2 separate regions of the Mus musculus genome follow, and region 2 is linked to region 1. The links are chromatin contacts, called in public ChIA-PET maps. All regions are on one chromosome and are shown on one strand. Each heading gives the region's core, a stretch centred on a gene start, on an enhancer-like site or on the middle of the called end of the contact. The rest is flanking DNA. Distances are from core to core; before and after follow the strand shown.

Region 1 (4,964 bases), core at 1,181-3,680:
CCAACACAGAACTAAAACATAAGTGTGATCTAAATATCCGTCTGTGGGAGAGTGGGTGAAACAATCCTTAAGTAAATACCCTCCCAAAAATCCACTAAATACCAAATAAAACCCTAAGATGGGAATGAAGGTGACAGTATTAAAAAAAAAAAAAAAGCTGGAAAATTTTTGTTTACTGTAGAATGGAAAATCTGATGTAACTTTACCTAAAATAGAAGCTTTTATAGAAAAAAAAAAATTTGTGGGCCTTTTTAAGGCCCTTGGAGCTCACATCAGTCACACACATCAGGGGGCTGATTGTCTACCACATACACATTTGAAAGTGCAGCAAAAAAAGATAACAAAGGCTTGCTCCTGTGCTCCTGCAGCAGCAGATCGGTGCTGTGCCCTCCTTGCTTTCTGACTGGAAGTGGTGGGGAGGGAGGGGGACATTCAGTGCCAGTGAGGTCCTGATGGAGCCCACGCTGAGGCTGCTATCTCTGGCTGTTCCGACTAAGGCCGTCGAATATCACTGTAATATAAAAGCAGAGCCCCACGCCTGATTCGTAGACCGCTGTGCGGAGCCGGCATGAGCACTCCAATCTCTAAGTGCATTAGCGTATATAATGTCCTTTCCTTGTGGGGAGGGACTGGCCAGCTTTACTAACAGACCCCAGCCTTGCTGAGGATGGGGATATGGGGGGGCCAGCCTCTTTAGCAGGAGCCAAGTTTAAGGAAAAGGCTTCAAGAGGGAGCTTTGCATTCTTCAGTGTCGCTACCTATGGAGGCAGGAAGATTGCAATGAGGTCGTATGCCATTCAAAATGAAATGACTGGAAAAAATAAAGGGACCTCGGCCTCGAACACATGGCAGGCTTTTCTGGTACCCGTAGGCTAGCCCTCTGAGACTGGTGAGCTGCTTGTTGTCTTCTTTGTACCAGGACCTGTCTTCTCAATGATTTTCCAATAAAGCCCAGCAGAGCAGCTCATAGTGGGGAGTGCTGCAACTCTAAGTCGCTCCAGCAGAGGGTGCCTATCCATTCCAGAAAGTAGTTAGTTATCTGTGCTGCAAACTCCATCCCTGGCTGTACTTGAAAGCCATGGAGGGATTTGAAAAATGCAGATTGCTAGGCTGCTGTCAGCCCTGTTTAGTTTGGACTTTGGAGTTGAGACCTTGAAATTTTTATTTTTCGGGTACTTCTCGGGGTAACTGCTCTGGGGAACAGCTGGCACCTCTGCCCAGTAAATGGTAAATACTGAACATAGGAGTCTTTGGTTTGCGCTTCACAGAGTGAATTGAATTGCACTTCTTTATTCTGTGTGCAAGCACGATGAGTTCCATGCGTGAAGGGCACGGACTGTGGTTCTGTTTGCTAAAGGACTGATCCCCCAAACTAACTCTTAAAGAGGATCTGTGGAGCTTCAGGAGGAGCGGCCCCGAGGGAGATTATGGGACGGGGCCTGTCTTCTCAGATTCCTGGCTCGAAGTGTGAGTCCTTGTTAAAACAAGCAATCACACCATTACCACCAGCCTTCCTACCCAACGCGCAACACCATGGCCACGGGGCTGCTTGAACCAGGAAGGCTTTGAGCTCTGTAAACCTTCTTCTCTTTATGGGTAGCTCGTCCCTGGTATTCTGTGGTAGGATCAAGAAGCCGACTAGTGTAATTAGTGACTCTGTGGCTTGGGCTTTGCTCACAGAAGGCAGTGGGCCAAGGGTCTGCAAAGGAGGGTTCAATGTCCCAGAGAGGCACAGAACCCTGCTTCTAGCCTGGCGTTGGAGGACATATGGGACAGTAATGCCTACATAAAGCAGGCAACTGTGGCCTGATTACAGTCAGTGAGAAGAATGGGCTACCGCTGAGTTTATTAGGAAGGGAGTTTGCGCAACTACAGACAGAGAGAAAGCTTAGGTAAAGGTTTATGCTTCTATGTATTATCACATAGGAAACAAACGAAAGAAGTAAAGGAAGGAGGATGCCTGGGAAACACAGGTTAATTAACTCATGTTAATTAAGGTAGTTAAGAAACGAAGTGACTGTTGTAGAACACTTTGCTAGCACACACAGACGAAGCCCTGGATCACAGCAGAATCTGAGGTAGACATCCAGCCGTCCGTGGCTGAGCGGTACTTGCTCACCTGTAAACTGTGAGTCGGAAGGTACCCCTCACAGGACTGTTTCATACATGTAAAGATCGAGTGTTGGCAACCGGCTCCACCTCTGTGCCCCACACAGAAAGGAGGAAAGCTGATAGGTTTGGGATTTTGATTTGATTTTGTGTATATGTGTGATAGGTAGGTATGTGCAGGTCAGAGGATAACTTTGGGGGTTGGTTCTTGCCATCTTGCTGCAGTGGGGTCTCTTGTTTCTGTTGTGTTGCACACTCCAGGCTCTGGCCCACACGCTTCTGGGTGATTCTGCTGCCTGCACCTCCCATCTTGCCACAGGCATGCTGGGATGGGCAGATGTAAGCAGCCACTTCCGGCTAAAAAGAAAACACACACACACACAAAACCCCATGGACCCTGGGAATTAAACTTCAGGCTTGGCAGCCACTGATTTCCCACTGAGCCATCTCCTGGTAAGAACCTAAGTAAGCGTTCTAAAAAGTTAACTGAATTCGAAACACTCTTAGATTTGCTGGCTTGATAAATTTCCTGTGCAGGCCTCCCTCCCTCCCCTCTAGTTGAGCATGCTCTGTGTCACGTGAAAACAAACCAGCAGTGTCCTGTTCTGGTGTCAAACTGTAGATTTTATTCCTTGCTATTTTCTGGCTTTGGCAGTTTTCTTCTGATTTGATTTGGTTTGGTTTTGGTTTTGGTTTTTCCTGGAACTTGCTCTGTAGATCAGGCTGGCCTGGCCTGAAACTCACAGGGATCCCCCTGCCTCTGCCTTCAGAGTGCTGGGATTAAATCAGGTGCCACCATGCCCAGTCCATTGCTGTTTCCAGTTATTATTGTTAAAAGAAAGAAATAGAAAGTTTTGCTGCATGAGAAGTTCCTCGGATTCGATGCAGGTGTGGTTCCCCCTTGGCAGGCCCACAGGGGACTGTAGACCTGTCAACGGTGGGGAAACCCAGGGCAGAACTCAGATCAGGAGGTTTGCTGGAATGCTTCGGCCACCCCAAGTCTGTTAACACCCTTGTCCCTCTGCGCCATGCAAACATACCCAAGCAGAGGATGAAGGCCTAAGGCTGCACAGAGCTGGCCCAAGCCGACGTACGCCTTCCTCAGAACAGAACAGTAACTTGACTGATGAGTTCTGCGATGGGGCTGGAACGCTCTTTTTCTTTTTCCTTTTGAAAGCAAAGTCCTGCTTACTCAGCTGTTCAAACACACTCAGAGAAAGCCACCTTGGGATGGGCGGACGCTCCATCCAACACACAGCTACCCCACCTCCAAGGTAGACGGAGAACCTGTCCAGAGACAGATTCTCCAAGTTTGAAAATGGCAGGGACCTGCAGGGCCAGCGGAAGAAAGAGCAGCACCTTGCTCATGGTACTGCCCTGCCTGCCGCTGGCTCCCCTTGCCCTCTCTGAGCTGTCTGTATGCTGTCTCAAATTACTTTCCCTCACCATCACAAAGCCTCAAAAAGCAGAATTGTCCTTTATATCCAGTCAGCGTTTACACCAGGCCTACACTAGTTTAAAGATAAATTCCTACTTAGGCCCAGAGGAGACCTCAGCTCTTTGAGTCCAGTCAGATGCGTTGGGTGGCCCAACACTAGGTTTTGATCTGAATTCTGAACACCCTGTTCCTCATTCTTGAGGGCCTTTCTCTCCTGTGTCTGTCTGCCTGATCAGCAGATGAGGGTGGGGGGAGGGAGGGAGAGGGTTAGTTCTCAGTAGCTCAGAGGAGCAAGCAGACCTTTCTGCACCTCCCTCTGGTGTCCTAGCCATCATTGCAGATGCTGCACTTCCTGTGGTGACAGCTTTGAGGCTAAGTTTAATCTCTTCCTGTGGCCTGAGACTGAATATGAGGCCTGCATGGGACAGCTCTAGAAACGAACCCCTTCCCGAAGCTGCAGGCCTTTGGATGTACCCCACACAGCTAGTCAGCAGAGAGGCTCTCAGCTCCAAAGCGGCCACTTTCACTCCCCACCCTCTCTCGAAAGAAGCAGCCATCCCCTGTGGTCCATGTTGAGCGATCCTGTCCACACTTGCACACATGTGCACACATGTACACCCTGCCCCCATCTCCCTGACCTTCACAGCACTCTACTTTTGAAAAGCGCATAAGCCCCCGCTTCCCCCGACAAGGGTGACTCGTGCCTAAAGAGTCTGGTGTCTCTGTTAATTTGTCAGTACCCAAGATGACTGTGGGAGTGAAAGGACAACTGGGTAAGACACACACGTGCTGGTGTGTCCTCTCAGCCCCCCCGGCCATGCTGAGCCACGTAAATAACGAGTTAAACTCGGCGTCTCAGTATCTCTAACCACAGGTATTGTGGAAATGACTGCTATGGTGGGTAACAGATTTAAAAGCACTTTTTCATCATTGCAGAACGCTCCTTTGAATACCACGAGTTCAGTTAACTTTTTTAAAAATTACTTTAAAAAAATTCTGTGTGTACAAATGAACATAGCACAGTCCATGGATGGAGGTCAGAGGTCAGCTTTCAGGAGTCGGTCATGCTCCTCCACGTGTGGGTCCCAGCAGCTTGTCAGTCATGCCTTCACCCTCTCCCCTGTGCCAGCCTGGGCACCATCAGTCCAAAGGATGAGGCAGGAAACGTGCTCCTATGGTCGACCTCTAGTTACGAGGAAAGGGGGCGGGCTGGGGTTATGAACATGCTTAGGTCTGCACACACACAGAGTGAGTCTCCAAGGTGGTCCTCAGAGCCCGTCCTTGTGTACCCTAGCTGGAGAACTGGGAGGCGTGCAGAGAGGCCATCGGCATGCTATGAGACGCCTCAGTCTGGGTTCTGAGTGGATCTTGTATTGAACCTAGGTTGGGATTTGAGCAGGAGAGGCAAGGACTACTT
Region 2 (4,964 bases), core at 1,452-3,951, 290 kb after region 1:
CATGCTCACTGGACGCTCACACTGCCTTGTAGGGGCTCTTCAGCTCACCTGCATGCTCACTGGACGCTCACACTGCCCTGTAGGGGCTCTTGAGCTCACCTGGACGCTCACACTGCCCTGCAGTTTGAGCTGCAGTTTGATCATATCCACTTCAGCCGACGAGCAGAGCTGGCGGAGCTCGGCCACCTTCTTGCTCATTTCATCGATGGCCACCTCAATGGGGTTCAGGTCAGTGTGGTGCTGGTACATGACAGGGATCCGCTTCTTCACGTAGGGGAAGCAGTGTATTGCTGCAGAGGAATGGGGGTCCAAGAGTCTAATTAAATGTCTTTCCTGCTGCAGAGGGAAAATGATTATCAGGCCCATTTTACAGCTAAGAGCTCAGAACTTGCCAGTGTCATATGCTAATACTCGTTGGAGCTAGGACTGTATGCTTAAGGTTTTATTTACTTCTATCTTTTTATGTATGAATGGTTTGCTTCCATGTATGTCTGAGCACTGTATGTGCATGTTGCCCACAGAGGCCAGAAGAAGGCACCAGACCCTCTGAACTGGAGTCACAGGCGTTGTGAGCTATCCTGTGGGTCCTGGGAAACAAACCCAGATCTTCTGCAAGAGCAGCTGGTGCTCTTAGCCACTAAGCCAGCTCTCTGGTCCTTTAATGTGTTTAATGATTGGTCATATCGTAAGATAAATAGAACTGGTTACTTGCTATCTCTTGAAGCGTGTCTTTGAAAAAAAAATCTCTTTCATTATTCCTTGTTTACTTTCTTATCTATAAGTGCCCTAACCCTCCTTGGAAGCTGAGATTCATACGAACAGGATCAGATGGCTTCTACAACACTAACCAGTTTTGAGAGGATCAAGTAAAGAAAAAAAAATGTTATAAAATATCTTTGAGAAAATTCACTTTCCTCTGAAGAACACTGAATCATATGACAAATTTTTCTAAACTAAGATACCAATGAAAAACAAAAACACGAGAGTACATTTCTAAGCAAAGCATTTCAGGAACTGGCAAGTCACAAATGATGAGAACCACTATTCCAGTGGAAAGGTGCTTTAAAACTTCCACTGATAAGAAATAGGAAAATATTTACTGTTTTTCACTCACACTTTTCCATTAAAAGATAATACTGTTCTTATTTTTAACAAGCTATCTGACCATATCAACATCAATCAGTTTAACAATGAATACTACTACTACTACTACTACTACTACTACTACTAACTAAAACAGTGGGAGGCCAGAGAGATGGCTCAGCGAGTAAGAGGACCTCCATGGCAGTTCACATACATCCTTAATAAATAAACAAATGAATTAATAAATAAATGGTGTGAATGTTAGGCTCTAATTCACATTTCGCATTTCTATCTTCTTGCAGGAACACCTGTAATACTCTCATTTGCCATTAGATATACACACATGACCTAAAAAGTTTATATATTTTAACTGTGTGAAGGTGCACATACCACAGTATGTGTGTTCCTCTGTATACTTGGGAGTCAGTTCTCTCCTTCCACCTTGTGGGATCCATGGGCCACTGAGGTCATTAAGCCTATATGATGGCTGCTGTTACTCACTGAACCATCTTCCAGGACTTTTTTTTTTTTTTTGGTGGGTCAGGCTCTTACTTCAGAGCCCTGGCTGGCCTAGAACTTACTATGCAGATCAGGCTGACTTTGGGCTCACAGATATCTGCGTCTGGAGTGCTGGCATTAAAGGTGTGCACCACTATAGCTGGCCCCCTTATTTTATTTTATAAGCAAAAGATGAGAGAAGTTGTATTTGAAATCTTTAGTAAATGGCTAGGGAGAGTTTATTCAGGCATGCTTATCACAGGTATATAGGGCCAGCTGCCCGTCCTCAGAGGCGTCAGGGACTGGGCAAAGCTGGAAAGATGTCCTCAATGGTCACATTCTAGTTTCAGAAACGTTTTTAGTTAGTCTAGGGACCTTTTCTGGAATTTCTTTAGTGTTCTCGTGGATACAACGGCTTTTACATGGCAATAGTGGGGCTGACAGACCCTTGCACAAAGGTGTCTTCCTCTCTCTCTTATAAAAAACGAGCTGAGCATCACTGCCCACTGCCAGGGAAGCGGTACTCTGACCTCAGCTGTCCTTGCACGTGACTGGCGAGGTGGTGCTATTACTTTAGAGAGAAAGTCCCAACTCCAGGCTTGGCGTGTGAGGCATCCATGATTCACCAGTCCTACTCAGGGTTAGGTCCTGACTATTGCTTCTTAGATGGGAACTAGACTTCAAGGGGTCAAAGGCAGGATACTATTTGGAGAAAACTCCAGGTCTGTGCCCATGTCTAGCAGGTCCCAGTGCCCTGGTATTCTTGCTGGCCTCACCCTGTTTCCTTTCCCTCATACTCCCTGGCTCCAGACCTTCTGGCCACCCTCATCTCCTTCAAGCTTTGACTCAAATGTCACATTCTCAGTGAGAGCCACCCCATCACCCCATTAAACTGTATCCTGCCCTCATACTCCATGTTTCCAATCTCCTTGGCATCTGTCAAAAGTGGGACATGCGCTAACATCCCATGCTGACTGTCTGCTGTCTTCTCTAGCTGAGATGTGAGGGGCACAAGGGTACAGACCTCATTTTGGGGAACATGCCTCTCTGTAGTGTGCATCACCACCTCAAAGACTATGTGGAAGAACAAAGTGGCCCTGGAAGGTGGAGAGTCAGGTGGGGACCGGAAGAAGCCACTATGTAGTTATACACAAGCCCCGTGCACTGGTGTGTGGCCCTTCAGGAAGACAGAGAATGTGTGTGTCAAGTGTACAACAGCCGGGGGTGAACAGAAAGTGTTTTCAATCCGAGTAGAGCAGGAGAAGAAAGGAGGGAGGTCTGGGAGGGGGCAACTAGAAAGTTTTTTCAGATACCTGGATCAGAGTCACCAACTGGGAACTGTGCAGAAGGGTAAACCTTCTGTGTACAGAGGGCACAGAGGGCCAGGGCTCCCCTACAACTTGCTAGGTCATAGGTCAGGTTTGCAGTAATCAAGTGGAAGGAACCAGAGGCTGAGTAGCTGAAGAGAAATAAATTCTAGTTCAAAGTCTCCAAAGCAGTGTGTGTTTCTTTAAAGGTTTGCTATGGGGGGAGTACTTGCGGTCAGTAGCTTTTATATAAAAAGTTTTGTCTAACTCTGTCTTGGTTCACTATCCTTTCCACACATTTAGGTATTTCAGCACAAACCTTAAACCTGTTCCTGGTTACACTACTGTCTCTGGCTACATTGTCTCTGACTACACTGTTTCTGTTTACACCAATGTCTCTGGTTACATTATCTCTGACTACACTATCTCTGATTACACCACTGTCTCTGATTACCCACTATCTCTGGTTATACCACTGTCTCTGGCTACAATGTCTCTGGTTATACTGTATCTGACTATACTATATACTATATACTATATACTATAGTCTCTGGCTACACTATCTCTGGCTAAACCACTGTCTCTGGCTACTCTGCCTCTGACTACATCACCATCTCTGGCTACACTGTGTCTGGTTACATTGTCTCTGGCTACACTGTCTCTGGCTACACTGTCCATCTCTGACATGCTTCCCTTTTGTTCACCTAAAGGTAAAGTTCAATGGTGGGTGAGGTCTGCCACCCCAAGCTCACTCTCTCCCCTCATATCTGTACTTTACAGGATTATTTAACACAATGAGATGAAGGCACAGGGATGCTTGGAAATCTCTCCAAATTCTCACAGTGAGACAGTGACCCAGGTCTGTAGGAGCCCCATGCCAGGCACTTAACTTCCTTAGCCCATAAGGTGTGGTAACTGACTAGCTGTTCTCAGAATCAATGTGGCTGTGGCTGCTGTGCCTCTTTTTGAAGCCAGTTACTCTTTGTCCTCTGTTGTGGTGATAGAGCTCTGCTCACATTCTTTATCTAATCTAAAATGGTTCTGTATCAAATGTGAACCATAAGAGTAACCAACTGGGTATGTGCCCAGGGAAGAGTATGTGCCCAGGGAAAACACCCTGTTATGAATCAAGATTCATGATAAAAGCAAATACCCAGAGTTCCCAGCTCTAAGCATGCACCCAGACACCCAGGAGTGCTTGCAGGCACAGGAGCCTGGGTATCATCCCTAGTTTCTGATTCAGCAGATTTAGGGGGTGGGGTGGGTAGAGCCTGGGAGTCTTCAGTTCAGCTTCCCAGGAGTGGCTGACCTTGGTGGCTCCGGAACACTCTGAGAAATGCTGATTTAAGAAACCAAAAGTGAGGTTATCGCTGTACAGATAGCACCAAAACTGATAATCACAAGAATGTATCATCTGGAAATAATTTTCTTAGCTGGTGAGGATCTGCCACTCAGGTGCACATTAGGGAAGCCAAACGTGTGCTAAAAGAGGGGCATCCCTGTGATGGCAATGTGGCTAATGCATTACACACCTTCTTAAAGGGGGAAACTTTACAAATCTAAGTTTCTGTGTGTTTTAAAACCTTCATCTCATTTCTCTCACATAAACTGTAAAAAAAAAATACATATATATATGCTGTATGGTGATGTCTTGAGCTTATTTTTAACTTTGTTTTTACCTTGACCACGTGTAAGTGTACATGCACATGTGTGTATTTGTATGCATGTGTGTGTCTATGAGTGAGTGTGTCTATGAGCACATCTGTATCTGACAAGGCCAGGCACGCTTAACTGCTGGGCCATTTCTCTGCTCATATCCTGGGTTTGCTTACTTGAATTCTTTAGGATTTATTTATTTTTACATACATTTTTATGACTCTTTTGTCTGCCTGTATGTATGTATGTGCACTTTGTGCATGCCCAGTGCCAGAGGAAGGCAGAAGAGGGTGTCAAACCCCTCAGACTCTTGGACTGGAGTTTGTTAAGTTACCATGGGTGCTCTGGGAACTGAACTTAGGCCTTGTAGAAGAACAGAAAGTGCTTTCAGCCACTGAGCCAGTGCCTTTGGTTTATTCT

What was found. ChIA-PET counts read pairs in DNA pulled down with a chosen protein or histone mark.
Region 2: an RNA polymerase II ChIA-PET map of memory CD8 T cells shows a contact between it and region 1, with 39 read pairs. The contact joins two enhancer-like sites. A contact is called at or near these places in 3 of 484 Hi-C or Micro-C datasets (B cells, forebrain and mammary gland), 2 of 115 datasets of contacts at active chromatin or transcription factors (embryonic stem cells and memory CD8 T cells) and 1 of 9 other capture datasets (embryonic stem cells).

Annotation. Positions count from the first base shown.
Region 1 is chr14:121,259,006-121,263,969 of GRCm38.p6, forward strand. The region is part of intron 16 of Farp1 (FERM, RhoGEF (Arhgef) and pleckstrin domain protein 1 (chondrocyte-derived)); the gene reads left to right. Among named protein-coding and RNA genes, the nearest start is that of B930095G15Rik, 13 kb to the left of the region's middle. Within about 2 kb of position 2,431, at least 39 of the 459 cell types and tissues checked have an H3K27ac peak or open chromatin away from gene starts, as enhancers often do. A contact at or near this core is called in memory CD8 T cells, where this site is marked.
Region 2 is chr14:121,550,095-121,555,058 of GRCm38.p6, forward strand. It overlaps Dock9 (dedicator of cytokinesis 9), which reads right to left. Exons shown (of 54, transcript NM_001081039.1): 51 at 100-290. Among named protein-coding and RNA genes, the nearest start is that of Slc15a1, 47 kb to the left of the region's middle. Within about 2 kb of position 2,702, at least 29 of the 459 cell types and tissues checked have an H3K27ac peak or open chromatin away from gene starts, as enhancers often do. A contact at or near this core is called in memory CD8 T cells, where this site is marked.